Linked DNA regions of Sus scrofa: all the other regions are linked to region 2. Evidence: chromatin contacts called from public promoter capture Hi-C data. All regions are on one chromosome and are shown on one strand. Each heading gives the region's core, a stretch centred on a gene start, on an enhancer-like site or on the middle of the called end of the contact. The rest is flanking DNA. Distances are from core to core; before and after follow the strand shown. Region 1 holds the start of C10H9orf72 (protein C9orf72 homolog). Region 2 holds the start of MFSD14B (major facilitator superfamily domain containing 14B). Region 3 holds the start of MOB3B (MOB kinase activator 3B).

Evidence for each region. Promoter capture Hi-C pulls out the DNA fragments that hold promoters and counts their contacts.
Region 1: a promoter capture Hi-C map of liver shows a contact between it and region 2, with 13 times the contacts expected there. The contact joins the promoter of C10H9orf72 here to the promoter of MFSD14B in region 2. A contact is called at or near these places in 2 of 5 promoter capture datasets (fetal liver and liver), 2 of 47 Hi-C or Micro-C datasets (heart right ventricle and liver) and 1 of 2 datasets of contacts at active chromatin or transcription factors (alveolar macrophages).
Region 3: a contact with region 2 is called in a promoter capture Hi-C map of fetal liver, with 6 times the contacts expected there. The contact joins the promoter of MOB3B here to the promoter of MFSD14B in region 2. A contact is called at or near these places in 1 of 5 promoter capture datasets (fetal liver), 1 of 47 Hi-C or Micro-C datasets (heart right ventricle) and 1 of 2 datasets of contacts at active chromatin or transcription factors (alveolar macrophages).

The regions. Positions count from the first base shown.
Region 1 is chr10:38,387,948-38,390,647 of Sscrofa11.1, reverse strand. It overlaps C10H9orf72 (protein C9orf72 homolog), which reads right to left and starts at 1,282. Exons shown (of 11, transcript XM_013980198.2): 1 at 1,129-1,282.
Region 2 is chr10:38,887,992-38,890,691 of Sscrofa11.1, reverse strand. MFSD14B (major facilitator superfamily domain containing 14B) reads left to right here and starts at 1,289. Exons shown (of 12, transcript NM_001243400.1): 1 at 1,289-1,623. The coding sequence starts at 1,516.
Region 3 is chr10:38,437,000-38,439,699 of Sscrofa11.1, reverse strand. It overlaps MOB3B (MOB kinase activator 3B), which reads right to left and starts at 1,274. Exons shown (of 4, transcript XM_021064706.1): 1 at 1,131-1,274.

The DNA of each region.
Region 1 (2,700 bases), core at 33-2,532, 500 kb after region 2:
TATACATTTTAGCTTCTGTGAGGTTCCCATTACCTCACCTTAAAAGTCTTCTAAAGTCTGAGATTGCTATCTAATAGTATTTTTCCAGTCTCTTTGTATAAATTAAAAGTGCCAGACCACATTGTTTCCCCTTGCTTTGCATCATAAGAGCGCTGAGAACAGTTTGAAGGGGAATTTATCCACTGGCCACAACCGGATTGTTTTTACTAGATCCTAACGATCTCTATTGTTTGTGAAAAAGCCATCTCTCTTGGGCAAGTGCATTACTCCCCTGACTCCTGAATACAGAAGCCTGGTGGAATTCACAGGAGCCAGATCGTGTGTAGACACAGCAGATGTGTAATCAGTGCACTTCTTTCTGCAACCGATACCATCAGTCAAGTGATGTCCAAGTCATAATGGTCACTTCCTTTAAGTCTGTGCAACCTCAGAGAAGTGAAGTAAGAACGGGAACAAAACCCAGTCTAAAACTGCTGTCCAGATTTATAAGACATCAACAATCCTCAGAAAGGTCAAATTCTGTAGTATTACCCCACCTCACCTCACCCCAATTAACCCTCCCTCGGACCCTAACTTGGTTCGTAACAGCCAGGCGCCCCCAGCCCTCTGGCCTTCCCGGGGACAGGCCTCTCGGTGCCCGAGGCTCCATTCCCTCGAGCCGGCGGCACAGGGGATTCCGAAGCATCCCTCCGGTTCTCACGCCGGGTCCCCGGGGAAAGAGCCGGATCCGGGACTACCGGCGGGAAAGCGGGAAAGGGGCTCAAAACCCAGCCAGCCCTGCCTCTGCGCGGCTGCTGCCGGAAAGCCCCGGGCCCAGATGGAAGTAACTCCACTAGTCGCCGGGCTGGAAAAGCCGCGGGCGGCTTTCGATCAAGGAAAAGAAGAGCAAAGAGAGGACTAGACAAGCCGAGCCTTGGGTAGAGCCTTCGCCGCCGCCCCTGCGCGGTCCCAGCGTCCCGACCCAAAACAACCTCCTACACACCAGCTTCTCACTCACCCACTCGCCTTCGCCCGCGCCTCGGCTGCTGCTGCCGACGCCGCAGGCATAGGGACCGCAACCGCAGCCCCGCCCCCGCGGCCCTGGCCACGCCCCCATGCCCGGCCCCCTCGCGCGTCGCGAACCCGAACCTGCTTTACGTCGTGGTCTCTTCCCACCTTGTGCCCTTCTGGTTAAATTGTATCCCGTAGCCCGTCTTTCCTCGTTCACTCCAGCGAATAATGTGAGAGCAAAGGGAGGAGAGAAAGGGCGGGAAAAAACAAAACCACACACCTCCTAAACACACCCCCCTGCTCTCTATAGGCCCCGCCCCCGTGAGGAAGGAACGAGGCAGCAAGGGTGGCTGACGCGTCAAGCGCCATCTTTTCCCCGGGCGGAACAAGTCGCTGTTGCTGCATAATCATTTCCTCGTGGGACACCGTAGGTACGTCTTGGCGTTATCGAATTGCGATTACGTAAACGCACAAGGCCTGCAAGGCGGGGGCGGGGCCGATTTGTTCTTCCTCTTTGCCTAAAGACGCGCTGCGTAGACCTGGCCTAAGGATTTTAACCTGCGGGCTGCAGTGCCACGAGACCGAGACCGCAAAGCAGAGCTGATATTTGTGATTGTTTTTGTTTGTACTTGGCCGGTGGTGGGCGCTCAACAAATATTTGATGAATGGGTGAATTTCTTTTTGCGTATGACACAATTTCAGTACACTAACTTCATCCCAAGTCTTTTTAGGTAATTTCCTTTCCCACAATACATGCTCACCACAATTTTGTCTTTAAATGTAAGCATTTTTTCAGGCGTGATTTTCACATTTTTAAATGTCCTGTTTGCTGGTTGCACAATGTGGATGAGTTGGGCTTTTCTATTCTTTGAGGGTTTTTTTTGGTTGTTGCTTAGTTGGGCTTTTTTAGCCTTTGGAAATTGACTTTATTGTCCTGTGATGTGCTGTAAGATTTTTTAAAAATTCAAGTTAAATCATCGTTTTGGTCTGCAAGTATATATATTCAGCTTATTTGCTGCAGATAAATGACAGTTAATACTTTTCATCTTTAAAAATCTTACAGCACTTATTTATCATTCAGAGGAAGAAATACGCAAAATGACTCCCTTAAACCTATAGGTGCTGCAGAAATAGACCCCTTGCTTATGCTCTATGCTTATATCAACACTAAAAATCTACCATTTACCTAGTCCTACTGTATCTTTGGTATTGTGCTTCCCTGCCTACACACAGAATTATGCTTAATCCTCCTAACATATCTACCATATAGATAATGTTATCCCTGTTTTACAGAGGATGTGGCTGGGATTCAGAGAGCTTATTTACCCAAGGTCACCTAGCTAGCTGATTCAGGCCAGTTTTGTGCAATTCCAGAGCCCACCGAGGCCTGAGGACATCAGGCTGGTATTGAATTGATGATAGCCTTTCTCAGATAACTGCTATGGGGGGAAGTATTCACCCTTCCAGTTTAGAGTAAGATTAGGACTCAGATTAAGTGTCTGAGAGAGGAACACGGTAGCTATGACAGTTTTTCCTGCTTCAAAATTCTGCCCAGATGCAAAATAGTTTCCCTTGTCTCCATCAAGTTTCTGGTTTTATGCCACATATCAACCCTAGAACAACTATGCTTCCGAAGAGAGAAATAATCAAACACCAAGTCCTGGATTCTGCATGACATGGCAGATAAGATACATAATGAAAGTAGCTCTG
Region 2 (2,700 bases), core at 40-2,539:
GACCTGTTTGCAACAATAACAGTATAAGATGCAAGTCAATAGTGAAATGACTGGACTCATTCCCTTCACCAATTAAGTCCACTTGGGTCTCTTTAAGAAAGAGGAAGACATCTCAGTGGTTAATGAATCCGACTAGGAACCATGAGGTTTCAGGTTCGATCCCTGGGTTAAGGATCCGGAGCTGCCGTGAGCTGTGGTGTAGGTCACAGACATGGCTCGGATCCCCGTTGCTGTGGCTCTGGTGTAGTCCGGCGGCCACAGCTCCGATTAGACCCCTAGCTGGGAAGGAACCTCCATATGCTGCAGAAGTGGTCCTAGAAATGGCAAAAAGACAAAAAAAAAAAAAAAAAAAAAAAAAAAAAAAAAAAAAAGGAGGAAGACATAAGTTCTTAAGAATTTCAAAGTATTTTACTTCTTTCAAGGAGGCACTGAATGCTTAAACACCTAAGAGGAAAAAACATTCTGACCATTTTTGTACCCCACATTTGCGGAGCAGGTCGTATCTGTTACATTAGCTCTTTAGCCAAGCTGCTTTACTTTTGAAGTATTTGCAGAATAGGTTGCGGTATCCACAAAGTCCTTTTCGGACTTTTTTTTATGGAGCCATGATTAGTGTTAGTTGATTTCGGGTACATCAGCACCTTAGCCAAACAAGATCTGACACTTTTGTTCATATTCACCGCGTTCGTACCATCAAGCAGCTCTGGAGTGGAACAGGGATCTCTGTGTTTCCTAAGACTGTCCGTCCCATGAATCCCACAGTCCAGGTGAAGCTCTTCATCGGCTTCTGTTTAGATTTGGAAGAGGAACAGAACATTCCAAAAAAAAAGTGTCAGGTACAGCGCATATGACACTTCCCTAATTCCGGATTCCAGCCCTGAGGGCTCTGTTTTCTGTCAGAACGTGCCATCTCTAGGCCAAACCAAGATCAGAAATGCAATCTCTACAAGAAGAAATCCCTGCATTCAAAGCTCCCAATTCGCCAGCCCCGGTACCGTCCCAGCGAAAAGAAAATACAATTGCGGGCCCTGGGCAGTGACGCACTTCCGGCGCGCTGCGGAGTCCCGACGCCTAGGCGGCCCGGGAGACCTGGAGGCGGGCCCTGAAGTGGGAGGGGGGCTCCTGGAGGCTTTGGGCGCTGGCTGTGAGCTTGTGGCGGGAGCAGAGATCTCGGGCGGGGCCGCTTCCCCCGGAGCGAACCAGTAGGGAAGCGGGGGCGGGGCCGGGCCGGCGCGGGGCCTCCTGACTTCCCCAGGGCGGTCGCTGACGCGCCTGGCAGCTCCCTGAATCGCTTTCGGTGCGGGAGCTGTGGCGACTGGCCCCTGCAGCTGCCCTCCTCGCTTCTCCTCCTCTGAGGCTCCGACCTCGGCAGCCCTTACGGCCCTTGGCGTCTCCACTGGCGCCACCGTCAGACCCGCGGGCCGCGGTGCCCATGAGAACGCGGGCCCCGCCGCCGCCTTTGCGGCGTCTCCGTAGTCCCGAAGCGCCCCGAGCCGGCGGGGGCATGGACGCGGCATGAACGCGGAGCCGCCACCCGAGCCACAGAAGACGGCGGCGTCGGAGCCCGAGGTGGGAGCCATGCCGGAGAAGCGCGCGGGTGCGCGGTCCCCTGGCGGCAGCACGGTGAGCGCGGGCACGGAGTCGCACCGCATTGCTTAGCCCGAAGCCCAGAGTCAGGGGAGGTGGGGCGGGGTGGCGGCCGGAGTCCTGGGACGCCTCGGGCGGGGCGGGGCGGGGGCCTGGGTACCCTGGAGGTGAGGAGACGCTGACCTGTCTCGGCTCTGGGCAGGAGCTCTGGTTCTTGGAAAGCCTGTCCTTTTCCCGAGTCAGGTAGCCGATTTCAACACTACTAGGCTTTCTTAGCGCTGCTCATCGTTAGACAGAAATTTAGGCGACTTAGTTATTGTTTCAAAAGACACACGACGTGGGATCGTGAATATAAGTAATCTGATTCTTTTAGAATCCTCTCTAGGTGTGACAGTAGATAGTATTTTCATGGTGCACTTCTGGCTTGAGCCTACCTAGAAGATAGGTAGAGAGCCTTTAGAACCGTCCTTGGGCCCTGGACCGGGAAGTTGGGCAGCGCCTTCCTGTTCCTTCATGGTTCCCTAGGCGGTCGCAGAAGCAGTTGGTGAGCAGGATTTCAGAGGAAAGCTGAGGATCCCAGGGCTCGGCTGAGGAGCGTGTTGAGGGAGGCCAATCTCTTTTTTTCTAATTTCACGTGAGATTCAGATGCTTCCGAAGCACTGGTTTAATTGGCCTGGATTCGGCGTAACAGGCTTTGTCAGTGGCGCTTTGGTGTATGCATATGCATAAGTCTGTCGTTTCTTAAAGATTTTTTTTTTTTTTTTTGGCCTGGTAAGGACAGGAAATATAAAAACGTTACAGTGAATAGAAACTAATGTCAGGGAGACTTTTTTATGGAAAAATAGAAATTTTAGGAAAATTATGTGCAATCGGCTTCAAATTTTATGTATTGTTTAGCTTATGTATTTTAATTTGCTTTTAAAAATGCTAAATGATGTTAAAGACCCCCTCCTGCCCAAGGGACTTCTTTTTTTCTTTTTTTTCCGGCTTTGCCAGTGGCCTGTCGACGTTTCCAGGCCAGAAATTGAATCCACAGCAGTGACAATGCTAGATGCTTAACCCTGGGCCAGCAGGGAACTCCCAAGTGACTTCATATTTTTTGGGGAACAAAAA
Region 3 (2,700 bases), core at 25-2,524, 450 kb after region 2:
CCTCCCGACCTGCGCTCTTAGAGCGCGGTGCGCTCGGGATAAGATCTGAGAAATGCGCCCCGGGCCACAAGCAGCCGAGGAGGCGGAGAAGGAACAACTTTCCCTCCGCCCTTTAACCACAAGGCCCGGGTGGGGCGGCCCCGCTGGGGTCGGGCTCCTCTCCTTCCCCAGGCGGTTCCTGGGCTCTAGCTGGGCGGGTGGCGGGCGTGGGGAGCTGGGGAGGAGAACGAGAGGGGCTTCCTTCTCTCCCTAGCCCGGCCAGATGTTTGAAAGGCAAACAATAGGGGAAACGAGGAGAAACAAAAGGCCATTCGCCACGATCTCAATCGGCTCTGTCGCGTGGTCCCTGCGGGGAAAACGTCCGGGAGGGGTCGGGAAGGTGGGTGAAGGGGGATCTTGAGGAGTTTGGGGTCTCTGGTCACTCGCCTGGCGCCGGGGGTCGGCCCTTTACCCTTCGAGAAGGGTCCAAAGGCAGGAGGAGCGATCAAAGTAAAGTTGAAGGGTTTTCGGTGCAGGGAAAAGGAGGGGCTTGGATTCCAGATGTTTGACAGTTGTTGGCCCAGGGATTCAGCAGGATTTGTACGTCCTTTACACACCCTGTGCCTCTGCGAAGCGTCCACAGTCCCCGAACTGGCCGAGTTCCCCTTCTCAGCCCCAAGCCGAGCCTCCTCCTTCAGTATCAAGACGCCCTAAACATTGCCCCCCTGCCCAGGCGCACTTTTGTAAAACTTTGTCTTCCCGCCTCCCACAGCACAGCACGCACCCTGCAGTCATCTGCGATGCGGGATGGGTTGGCGGACACACTCGAACCCCGAAGGAAGATGGACTTTATTGATAGACCTTTTAAAATCAAGGCCCAGGAGCCCAGGGTGGAGACTGGACTCTAGTTCCTACCCGGGAAGAGAGCGGGAGGAGCCGGCCAGAAGTCAGGACGCGGGTAGGGGTCTGACGCGGATTCCAGCCCCGGAAGCCCGCGGAGGGCGGGCGGGGAAACGGGGTCTGCTGCCTCCCGCCCTCCTGTTGCACCCGCCCCCAGGTGCGCCCCATACCTCCACCCTCCAGGGCGCGACCGGGCGCGAGAGGCTACCGGCTGCGCCACCTCCCCTCGCTGGGAGCGGGTTCTCACTCACCGTGGGGTTTTACCTTCAGCCCCGAGGCCCTGTCGGCTCCTCGCGCCGAGCCAGCTGCAGGCGGAGCAAGAGGAAGAGGGTGAGCTCCAGGCAGGAGTGGCGACGCTCGCGGATCTGGCTGGGGACTCTGGAGCCAAGGCGCCCGTTCTCAGTAAGCGCGCGGGCGTGCGAGCGCGGGGCTCCAGCTGCAGCCGCGGCGGCTCCAAAGCAGCCCCCACGGGCACCCGGCGCGCGGTTATCGTGCGGAGATGCGAATGGGGACCCCTGGCGGCCGCCCGCGGAATGGCAGCTCCGTCGGGAAAGGACTACAGGTCTCCTTTGGTTATCTTACCTCTGAAAAGAGGTGAGGAATGGACAGTCTGAGCTGGGCTCCCAGCCTTGCGGAAAAGACAGTGACCCTTTGACTGAGAAGAGGAAGAAGATATCAGATCAGAAAGGGTGCTCTCTGGGTCCACAATGGCCACACCCAAGGTACCTAGAGGGGGAAATCGCTTACCTTCTTCAAGATTTTCTAACTTGATGAAAAATGCTAGAGGAGAGCCTTAATCATCGGAAAATACCTTCAGATTCTAGCGAATTTTCTAGAACAATCTGGGATTAATGGAATGAGCGTGGACTTTGAAGCCCAGCCCACAGCCTTCTACTTTCTATTTGAGTGATCTTGGGTCTATGACCTCTAAACCTTAGTATGCTCTGTAAATTGGGGAGAGCAGTATCTACGTTGCAGGGGCTGTAAAGTGTCAACTAAACATAGGAAATTTTATTTATTTATTTATTTATTTATTTATTTACAGGGCCACACTTGCCTATATGGAGGTTCCCAGGCTAGGGGTTGAATCAGAGCCACAGCCACAGCAACACGGATCTGAGCTGCATCTGCAACCTATCTACACTTCAGCGTGCAACAGTGTCGGATCCTTAACCCACTAAGCAAGGCCAGGAATCAAACCCACATCCTCATGGCCACTAGTCAGCTTCTTAACCTGCTGAGCCACAGTGGGAACTCCCATAGAAAGTATTTTTAATGCATAGTAAGAGTCATTAAATATAAGCTTCCTGAGGAAAAGAACGTCTTGCACACCTTTTTAGTTCCCATATGATAGTGTCTTAATGCATTTTGATTGAGAAATACCATATTATGAAAGTTTAAAAGTACTGTATGTAGTACTATAGCACTATATATAAAAGTACTATATTTTACAATTTTTTTTTTTTTTTTTGTCTTTTCTAGGGCCTCTCCTGTGGTATATGGAGGTTACCAGGCTAGTGGTTGAATCGGAGCTGTAGCCGCCGGCTTACATCACAGCCGCAGCAATGCTGGATCCGAGCTGCATCTGTGACCTATACCACAGCTCACAGCAACGCCAGATCCCTAACCCACTGAGCGAGGCCAGGGATCGAACTCTCAACCTCATGGTTCCTAGTCGGATTCGTTAACCACTGAGCCATGATGGGAACTCCTATATTTTACAATGATATTTTACAATGGATAAGCAATGAGATCCTGCTGTACAGCACAGGGAACTACATCTAATCAGTTGTGATGGAACATGATGGAAAAAGAAGGTGT